2 separate regions of the Zea mays genome follow, and region 1 is linked to region 2. The links are chromatin contacts, called in public Hi-C maps. All regions are on one chromosome and are shown on one strand. Each heading gives the region's core, a stretch centred on a gene start, on an enhancer-like site or on the middle of the called end of the contact. The rest is flanking DNA. Distances are from core to core; before and after follow the strand shown.

What was found. A called contact is a pair of places that touch in the nucleus more often than the background predicts.
Region 1: a contact with region 2 is called in a Hi-C map of ear, with 3 times the contacts expected there. The contact joins the promoter of LOC100285507 here to the promoter of LOC103636843 in region 2. A contact is called at or near these places in 3 of 25 Hi-C or Micro-C datasets (ear, leaf and leaf mesophyll).

Annotation. Positions count from the first base shown.
Region 1 is chr8:28,900,952-28,906,266 of Zm-B73-REFERENCE-NAM-5.0, forward strand. It overlaps LOC100285507 (mpv17 protein), which reads right to left and starts at 2,599. Exons shown (of 3, transcript NM_001158399.1): 1 at 2,317-2,599; 2 at 808-911. The coding sequence starts at 2,490.
Region 2 is chr8:28,417,475-28,422,536 of Zm-B73-REFERENCE-NAM-5.0, forward strand. LOC103636843 (cytochrome P450 71A1) reads left to right here and starts at 1,670. Exons shown (of 3, transcript XM_020542861.3): 1 at 1,670-2,814. The coding sequence starts at 1,789. It overlaps LOC100283666, which reads left to right. Exons shown (of 7, transcript NM_001156567.3): 4 at 466-612; 5 at 693-773; 6 at 855-1,000; 7 at 1,094-1,516. The coding sequence ends at 1,163.

The DNA.
Region 1 (5,315 bases), core at 1,349-3,848, 480 kb after region 2:
AACCCGTGTGATCATATTTTTTTATCTGTGTTTTCATACAGCTGAACATAGTCCAGTGGTTTACAACTAACTCTCCAAAACATAGCATCGTCACTACATGTGACATGGTGCAAATCAAATCAATGTTGAAGTGGACTACTGAGCACAAAAATGACAAATAAGGATGTACAACTGTGAACTGTGAAGTACATGCCAAAAAACTTCTACTCTTGATTATAAGTTGATGTTTGCCCATTGTGGACAGTCAACTGCCTGACCACATAACTAGGTAGCGGGGCAAAATTCCGTGAACCACTTGTGCACTCATGTTGTCATGCATGCTGTTGGTAATATTATATCGTGATTTACTCTATTGAAAGATAACCCAGTATATTCAAGCAAATCATGTGTTGTTAGATATATCAATTTTCAAGCAGTCGCCAAGTGCTTATTGATAATATGACACCATTACGATCAAAAAAGATAATATGACACCATGAACTGTCACTCATACTAACACGTAGATACCTAAAATGGAGAACAGCAGTGCAGAATTGGGAATTTGGGATTACATCCTCACTTTGCCCTTTTATCTTCTATATTATCCTATGTTTTTGTTATTTTATCAGAGTGTGTTGCTGTGTTTGTTATTCTGTATTTGCTTTTCATCTGTGACGTGTGGTGACTGAGACTGGGAGCATAAGATTATGGTTACGACTTACGAGTTTTTTTATTGTTATACAGTAAGAGATTAACCTATGATCATACAGAAAATATACATGTAAACAGGTAGACATAACGACATGTGATAAAAAACAGGGAACTAACCAGTAATGCCCAACTGGACCAACAAAAGCAAATCCGAAGGAGCTTGTGATGCCCACCCTCTTCCAATCAACTTTAAACTCTTTATTGTCTTTATTATCTTTATCCTGTAAAAGGCAGAAGAGTATTGTTGAATGGGGTAACAATGAAGTTGAAGAATGACAAAATTAGGAGTAGACAGCCAAACAAAGAATAATAGATAGACTGCCCATGGAGGCACAGATAGTTTATATTGGGTCCCCAAGACCAAACGAAATGCCAGTCAGGATTCCTTGAATTTCCAATCTCGTATCTGAACAAATACACCATGAACAGCAATAAATATCTTGTTTCTTGTTTCAACTAACTGGCCAATACATAGCAAACATAATCAGCCTTTCAGTTGCACTGCACTGACTTTATTTATAGATAAAACCTAACAAATGAACTCTAGCTACAAGTATTTCAAAGGCTGGTTTGCTTCTTACAAAGAAGCCAAGCATGTTATGTAAATTACATATTAATGATAATCAAATCAAGCTCCCGATTCTGGCCATGCTCAGAGTTGAAAGAACAAACAAGCGCATCTGAAGCAAAGACAACGAGACAAATGACTAGCCATTACTGACAAAGAAAGAAATGAAAAGTGTAACTCCATTAGTGCATATTAACATAATACAAGGAAACCCCACCCCATCTTTATTTTGTCATAGTGATTGAAATGGACAGCAAACAATAACCATCCTGAAGGTCACAGCAAGCAAAAGGTCGACAATATACATGGACACTTGGACAGAACATTCACCCCCGATTTGCAGAATAAGCCATTTACCAAGCAAACCTCCATTTTTTTGAAAAAAGGGGCGGGGTGCTTCAACATCTCATTGCATTGCCCATTTACTCCTCTAAGTCGCAACACAAAGTCTCTAATACTACCCCAAATGGAGCGGCACCAGACATCATCGGTCATTCAGACCTCCTATAGTCCTATCCCGTCGTTAGCATCAAACCTCCTCATATCTGACGTCTAATATATTGCCACGAGAGGACAATAGTTCTTAAAAGCTGACACTAGCAGCACCACAGAAGTCTATAGATATCCACAAGACTTGATAGATTTGACAAGACTGTAGCAGTAGAAACGAAGAATCGTTATCATATCAAGGTGCCCCCCACCAAATTTTCTAGTTTCTTGGGTGGTAACCACACACAAGCCCAAGAAACAAGGCACAAATCCAAGCATTATCCACATTCAGAGTTGATGGCTTGACACTGCTTGAGGTTACCGATCAAATCCACAGCTCATTCGAACTGATAAAACGTCACATCCCCTAGTCATCAGCGCAGGTTATATGCTAGGTCGCAACAGCACGGAAAAGTTCAAGGAGCCACCAGGTCCGGGGCAAGAATAGGAAGAGAGAGCAAAAACCCGGGGCTACCAGGTCCAGGAACCGGCGGATGAATACACGGATCACGAGCACGGACCACGGAGGGAACGGTAAAAGCCGGTTGGGGCTGCTGCTGCGACGCTACCTCGGGGTCGGGAGGGCTGCTGTCGTGGCCGCGACGGTCGGGGCTAGCGGAGTAGTAGGTGACGGTCTGGGCGCCGATGTCGCCGAGGCCCCAGAGGATGCCGGAGCTGACGACCTGCGTGCGCACCGGGTGCGCGGCCAGGCACTGCTGGTACCACCGCCATAGCCGCCGCATCCCCACCGCACCACCCACCGGCCAAGCGAAGACGAAGAGGGAAAGAAGGAAGGAGGAAGTGTGCGCCTTCCTCCCTCTCTCACTTTTTATTTATTTTTATTTTTATTATTGCTCATACGAGTTAGGGTTAGGTGGATTTTAAGTACATGAAGCCAGTCCAAAGTCCAACCAGATGAAGGGAATATTCAAAGTTTCACTAGGTCAGCCTGTGATTAGTTGGTGACATTTTTTGGACAAAATATTTATACCTATGCATTGTATACATGTAAAAACAGTCATATTCATATATACTAATGGAATATCTGTTGTGAAGCAAGATTTGAATCACGGAAGCCCCAGCGATGATAGGGCATTTTCTCTAGAATTTAGACAAATTTAGAACTAGTTTGGAAACATAAATCTCCTTTCAGACTCTCGGAAATTGAGTGGAAAATTAGATCATTTTCTCACTCAATCACCGAAAATTGCGGATGAGATTTAAATTTCCAAACTAGCATTTAATGAAGGTTTCACCTCCATTCCGGTGTTTTACATGTTGTTGACATGGTTATGTTCGTTATCTTAAGAGGGTGTGATTTGTTTAGAAAAAGTTTAGAAATTTTGTGCTATATTAGTCAAATACAAGATGGATTTATAAAAAACGGTAAGGATATTTATGTTTTAAATAAAATTATCATAAAAACATTTTATAATTGGTTGTTTTTATGTATTTTGGTGTAATGTGGTGGGCCTTAGAAAAACACAAAGTATCAACAAAGTACATTAATCTTATTAAAGATATGTACATTAATGTTGTGACAAGTGTCCGAACAAGTGATGAAGACACCGATGACTTTCCAATTAACATAGGACTACATCAAGTGTCGGCTTTGAGCCCTTATCTTTTCGCTTTGATGATAGATGAGGTCACAAGGGACATACAAAGAGATATACTGTGGTGTATGCTTTTTGCCGATGATGTGGTACTTATTGAGGAGAGTAGGAGTGGTGTTTTCGCAAAAATTGGCATTGTAGAGGCAGACGCTGGAAGCAAAATGTTTTAGGCTTAGTAGGTCTAAAACAGAGTATATGAAGTGTGATTTCAGTGCCATAGGGTATGAGGATGGCGATGTTAGTCTTGATGGGCAAGTGGTACCCAAGAAAGACACTTTTCGTTACTTAGGATCAATGCTTCAGAAGGAAGGAGACATCGATGAGGATGTCAGTCATAGAATTAAAGCTGAATGGTTGAAGTGGCGGCAAGCTGCGGGTGTCTTATGCGACCCCCGGGTACCACACAAACTAAAAGGCAAATTCTACAGGACAACAATTCGGTCGGCTATGTTGTATGGAGCAGAATGTTGGCCCACTAAAAGACGACATGTCAAACAACTAAGTGTGGCAGATATGCGTATGTTGCGCTGGATATGTGGCCACACAAGGAGAGATCGAGTCCGGAATGATGATATACGAGAGAGAGTAGTGAAAGGGAATTAGGCTTACACCTAGTTCCTAAATAATTTTGGTGGTTGAATTGCCCAACACAAATCTTTGGACTAACTAGTTTGCCCAAGTGTATAGATTATACAGGTGTAAAAGGTTCACACTCAGCCAATAAAAAGACCAAGTTTTGGATTCAACAAAGGAGCAAAGGGGCAACCGAAGGCACCCCTGGTCTGGCGCACCGGACTGTCCGGTGTGCCACCGGACAGTGAACAGTACCTGTCCGGTGCACCAGGGGACTCAGACTCAAACTCGCTACCTTCGGGAATTTCCAGGGCGACTCGGCTATAATTCACCGGACTGTCCGGTGTACACCGGACAGTGTCCGGTGCACCAAGGGAGGTCGGCCTCAGGAACTCGCCAGCTTCGGGAAACACCAACGGCTAGCCCGCTAAAATTCACCGGACTGTCCGGTGTGCACCGGACTGTCCGGTGCGCCTCCGAAGCAACGGTCATCTCCGCGCCAACGGCTCTCTGCCGCGCATTTAATGCGCCCTCTGCGCGCGCAGAAGTCAGAATCGCCCATGCTGGCACACCGGACATCAAACAGTATCTGTCCGGTGTGCACCGGACACCCCGGCGGGCCCACAAGTCAGAAGCTCCAACGGTCAGAATCCAACGGCAGTGATGACGTGGCAGGGGGCACCGGACTGTCCGGTGTGCACCGGACTGTCCGGTGCGCCATCGAACAGACAGCCTCCCAACGGCCACTTTTGGTGGTTGGGGCTATAAATACCCCAACCACCCCACCATTCATTGCATCCAAGTTTTCCACTTCTCAACTACTACAAGAGCTCTAGCATTCAATTCTAGACACACTAAAGAGATCAAATCCTCTCCAATTCCACACAAAGCCCTAGTGACTAGTGAGAGTGATTTGCCGTGTTCATTTGAGCTCTTGCGCTTGGATTGCTTCTTTTCTTTCTCACTTGTTCTTGAGATCACAACTCCATTGTAATCAAGGCAAGAGGCACCAATTGTGTGGTGGCCCTTGCAGGGAAGTTTTGTTCCCGGCTTTGATTTGAGAAGAGAAGCTCACTCGGTCCGAGGGACCGTTTGAGAGAGGGAAGGGTTGAAAGAGACCCGACCTTTGTGGCCTCCTCAACGGGGAGTAGGTTTGCAAGAACCGAACCTCGGTAAAACAAATCTCCGTGTCTCACTTGATTATTCGCTTGGGATTTGTTTTGCGCCCTCTCTCTCGGACTCGTTTATATTTCTAACGCTAACCCGACTTGTAGTTGTGTTTATATTTGTAAATTTCAGTTTCACCCTATTCACCCCCCCTCTAGGCGACTATCAATTGGTATCAAAGCCCGGTGCTTCATTAGAGCCTAACCGCTCGA
Region 2 (5,062 bases), core at 420-2,919:
GAGCTGCTATATCTTTACCATGTTCTTTTAAAAAGGACAGGGGCCGTTATGTCCATAATTTTGCTTTGGTATTTATCAACTATCAATGCCTTTATTCAAATCGGGATATGTTTCATTAATCTTTTCGCTTGATTATCTGTACCATTAAAAAAGGCATAGTTTTTTCCCATGTGGTGTATATGAATAAATAGGAGTTTTGGTTCAACTGAGCACATACCTGCTTGTGTTAATAACGATTGACTTGATAGCTATTATGTCAAGGATGCTAATTAAGTCATAGGTAGCAATGTTTTCTTATGCAATTACTGTTTATGATATGAAACTGATGCTACCTTTTCCTTTTTCTTTTGAGTCAGACTTAATATTTGTAATCTGTTTATTAGGTGATGGAATTTGCAACCTCCTGCTATTTTTTGGAGCCATTATCATTTTAGCTTACAACTTCATTGTTTTACTGAAGCTTAGATATGGGATACGGCAGGACAGGAGCGGTTTCAAAGTCTTGGTGTGGCATTTTATAGGGGAGCTGACTGCTGTGTTCTTGTATATGATGTCAACGTATCCAAGTCATTTGAAAAGCTCAACAACTGGCGTGAGGAATTCCTAATTCAAGTAATTAACCTGCTTATTCGCGATCTATATCTGTATGTCCATTGTGTTTGAAAAAAAAGGACTCACTGTTCATTATGCAGGCCAGCCCATCAGACCCAGAGAATTTCCCATTTGTTGTGCTTGGTAACAAGATCGATGTTGATGGTGGTAACAGCCGGACTGTGAGTATTTCTCGTCACGAGTTGTTATCCACTGGATTTATTCTCTACTTTTGTGAAATTTCTTTGTTCTTCACTTTTCAGGTTTCTGAGAAGAAGGCTAAAGCATGGTGTGCTTCAAAGGGAAACATCCCCTACTTTGAGACGTCGGCTAAAGAGGGCTTCAATGTAGAGGCTGCATTTGAGTGTATAGCGAGGAATGCTGTAAAAAATGAGCCAGAAGAAGATATGTAAGTTTGAATAGTATATAGCTCACATATATGTATCATACATGCAGGCAGCCTTGTGGTGTAACTTGATCTATGTTTTACCAACTTTTGCAGGTATCTTCCTGATACGATTGATGTTGGGGGCGCTGGAAGGCAACAGCGTTCGTCAGGTTGTGAATGCTAGAAGATATGGAGCACTGCGAATTGCTCGGTTGGTTGGTCTGATTCTCTAGGGCTTGTTGTTTGGGTGGCCTGTGTCATCATTTCATATATGTATTTAGTTTGCAAAACTGCTATTTGTGGACACTGGATAGTTTGGAAGTCTGCATGCGGGTGCTTATTGTCGACTCCCGTGTAGATGCAGAGAACTCATTTGTAACTGCCGTTTCGGTGTTGTATCGTATCTGCGCTAGATGCTAGTGTTGTAACGCTTTTGATTGTTGATGGATTGCATATATGTACTGTATTTGTACATGAACAGAACGTAGTGCCCATTTTCATAGTGTTCAATTGTTGGTTGGTTTGGTATTGTTCTTTTAGTCTGGTTTCTCCACATTACCCGTCTTGACCGTACATGGCATATTGGCATGGGGTCATGGTGCTGCTTTGTAGCCTCTAGCTTGCTTGGACTTCCTTCGAAAATATCTGTATTCTTGGATTTTTTTTTTCAATTCCCTCTTCTCTGAAACGGTTAGGATCGTGTTCGTTTTTTTCAATCTCTGTCGTCTAGAAATAGTTATCCAGCGGGATCGTCTGCTCTCCACCTCTGCCCCCGTCGCCATCAAACAGGAGTAGTAGGGGGGCAACCTATGCTTATCGTGAGATCACTGCGTGCCTATTATTATCTTCCTTCCGTCTCATTATTGGACCATCCACCTATACGTGCAGTGTCGGTGAAAACCATGGACGTGTCACCGTTCCTTGCACTGCTGCTCGTTACCCTCCTTTCCCTGCTCTTCTTCCTCTCCACTTGGAGGAAGAAACAGCCTTCTCCGCCCAGCGGCGTCGGCGATGGCCGGCCGCTTCCGCCGTCGCCTCGGGGCCTTCCTATCCTGGGACACCTGCCTCTTCTGGGCCCCCTGCCGCACCGGAAGCTGTGGGCGATGGCGCAGGCGCACGGCCCCGTGATGCTCCTCCGCTTCGGCCGCGTGCCGACGGTGGTGGCCTCGTCGGCGGCCGCGGCGCAGGAGGTGATGAAGACCCGCGACCTGGCGTTCGCGAGCCGCCCCAGGATGCGCATGGCCGAGCGCCTCGTGTACGGCCGCGACGTGGCCTTCGTCCCCTACGGCGAGCACTGGCGTCAGAGCCGACGCGTCTGCGTGCTCCACCTTCTCAGCCAGCGCCGCGTCAGCTCCTTCCGCCACGCCCGGGAGCAGGAGGTCGCCGCGATGCTCGCCCGCGTCCGCGCCGCCGCCGGTGGACGCGACGGCGCCGTCGTCAACCTCACCGCCCACATCATCTCCTACACCAACGGCATCATCTCCCGCGCCACGTACGGCGACAAAGGAGGGAGGTACTACGACGGGCCCGACGGCGGCGAGAAGCTCGCGAAGCTGTTCGCCGACTTCGAGGAGCTCCTGGGGACCGTCACCGTGGGGGAGTTCGTGCCCTGGCTGGCGTGGGTCGACGCGCTCATGGGCCTGGACGCCAAGGCCACGCGCACGTCCGCGGAGTTGGACGCCTTCCTGGAGCGGGTCATCACGGACCACCGTCGTCAGAGGCGCCGTGGCGGCCAGTGTGACGGCGACGACCATCGGGATTTTGTCGACGTGCTGTTGGACGTGAACGAGGACGAGGCGGACGCCGGTGGTGGAGTCAAGTTTGACGACACTACAGTAAACGAAGAAAGTTCCGACGGTCCCTCTATCGCCGACGGCTTCCTACGAGGCCGTCGGATATTACCTTATGTCCGACGGCCAACAGGGGCTCTCGGAAATAAGACGTTATGTCCGACGGCTACTGACAAAGCCGTCGGAGATAACCTTATGTCCGACGGCTAGTTACGAGGCCGTCGGACATAAGTTTTTTTAACACGCGGTACCGGTCCGGCGCGGTTCATTTTCACGCGCGCGCGCTCCTCGCTTTCTCTCTCTGCCCGCTCGCCGCCGCCGCCGGAGACGCTCGCCGCCGCCGCCGGAGACGCTCGCCGCCGCCGCCGGAGACGCTCGCCGCCGCCGCCGTCGAGGCCCGCCGCCCCGACACACGCCGCCCCGCCATCCGCCGCCCCGCCGCGGCCGTCGAGGCCCGCCGCCCCGACACCCGCCGCCCCGCCATCCGCCGCCCCGCCGCGGCCGCCCGCCGTCGACCGCCACGCCGAGCCCGCCGTCGACGCCCGCCCCGCCCGCCCGCCGTAAGGTATTTAGTATTAATCTATTATTAATATTATATTAATATTGTTTTGTAGTTTATTTTATTATATCCGAGGTCCTAAATTTAATTAGTGGTGTTTAGATAGTTGTAATTTTTAATTTCCGACGGTAATTATTATGCCCTCGGAATTAAGGTCAGTTTATATGATTTGTCACCCGTAATAATGTTATGTAGTGGTGTCTATATAATTTAAACTCTTAATTTCCGAGGGTAATTATTAAGCCCTCGGAAATAAGGTTGTTTTATTTGATTTAGGGTCCCGTGAAATGTTTTTTTGTAATGCTATTGTATTAGTTTGGTTAATTAGTGGCTATTGTATTAGTGTGATTAATTAGTAATCATAACTAATTAAGTTAACGAAACCTAGACGTCACCCGTTTCGGCCCAACACACCTTACATGTGACGCATGTGAGGTATGTTGGGCCGGAATTGTCCCTTTATTGGACAGCCTCGGGGTGACCGACAGAGTCCGTGTTTATGACAAAGGCATGTGCTCCTGCTTAGTTTCGGCAGCATAACCCCTGTGTTCTCCAATTGCACCATTTTTAGGCGTGCGATTGGAGAACAGCGGGGTTATGCTGCCGAAATTTCGCACGACCACATGTCTTGTCATAAACACGGCCTCGTCGGTCACTCCTGGGTGGGTTTAGGACCTATCCTTTCCTACAGATGTAGGGGCGTGATTTCTTCGTAAAAACGGATGGCCCGTGCATTACTTATCTAATTAAGTTAACGTCTCGTAGCTAGTATGGAGGAGAATCGTCGATGGATGTATGAAGGTTGGAAGAAAAGAGGTGCTCTATCAAGTGAGTGGGTGGCCAAGACTGATGCTTTTCTCGACCATGCTTTTGCTCGGTCAGAGACTGGAACCGATGTTAGGTGCCCTTGTAGCAAGTGTCGGAACATTAATTTCCTTGACAGGAGGACTATGTCGATACATATTTGCAAGAACGGTTATATGCCAGGCTATGAGGTGTGGGTGCACCACGGTGAGGACCCACCTCCTCGTATTGTATCGGAAGTTCAGTCACATGAAGAGGAGGACTACGATATGATGGAAGAGATGCTTGACGATGTACGCCATGAGTTTCTAACCGTCGATTCGGAGAACCCCGGTCAACCCACCGAGTTTGAGGATCCAGCTACACCTGAGGTTCAGAAGTTCTTCGAGCTCCTTAAAGCTGCCGAAGAGCCGTTGCATGAGCACACAAAAGTGACCGTCCTTGTATTTGTGACTCGACTTATGGCTATTAAGTCTAAGTTTGCATTCTCAAACAACTGTTACAAGGAACTTTTGAACTTGATCAGTGATGTACTTCCAGAGAATCACAAGATGCCGAAGGACATGTATCAGTCTAAAAAGCTGTTATCTGGCCTCGGTATGGACTACGAAAAAATCGATGTCTGTGAAAATAATTGTATGCTTTTCTGGAAGGAGACCGCAGGTGAGAAGAAGTGTATTGTATGTGGTGAGCGTAGATTCGTTGAGGTTGAAAACGACGATGGTTTGACCGTGACTACGAAGATTGCACGTAAGCAGCTTCGTTACATGCCTCTCATACCTCGGTTGAAACGTTTGTTCATCTCCAAGAATACAGCCAGACACATGAGGTGGCACAAAGAAGGGGTACGTGAGAATCCAAATGTCATGGTGCACCCAGCTGATACAGATGCATGGAAGGCACTAGATGCTTTTGATTCCAGCTTTGCTG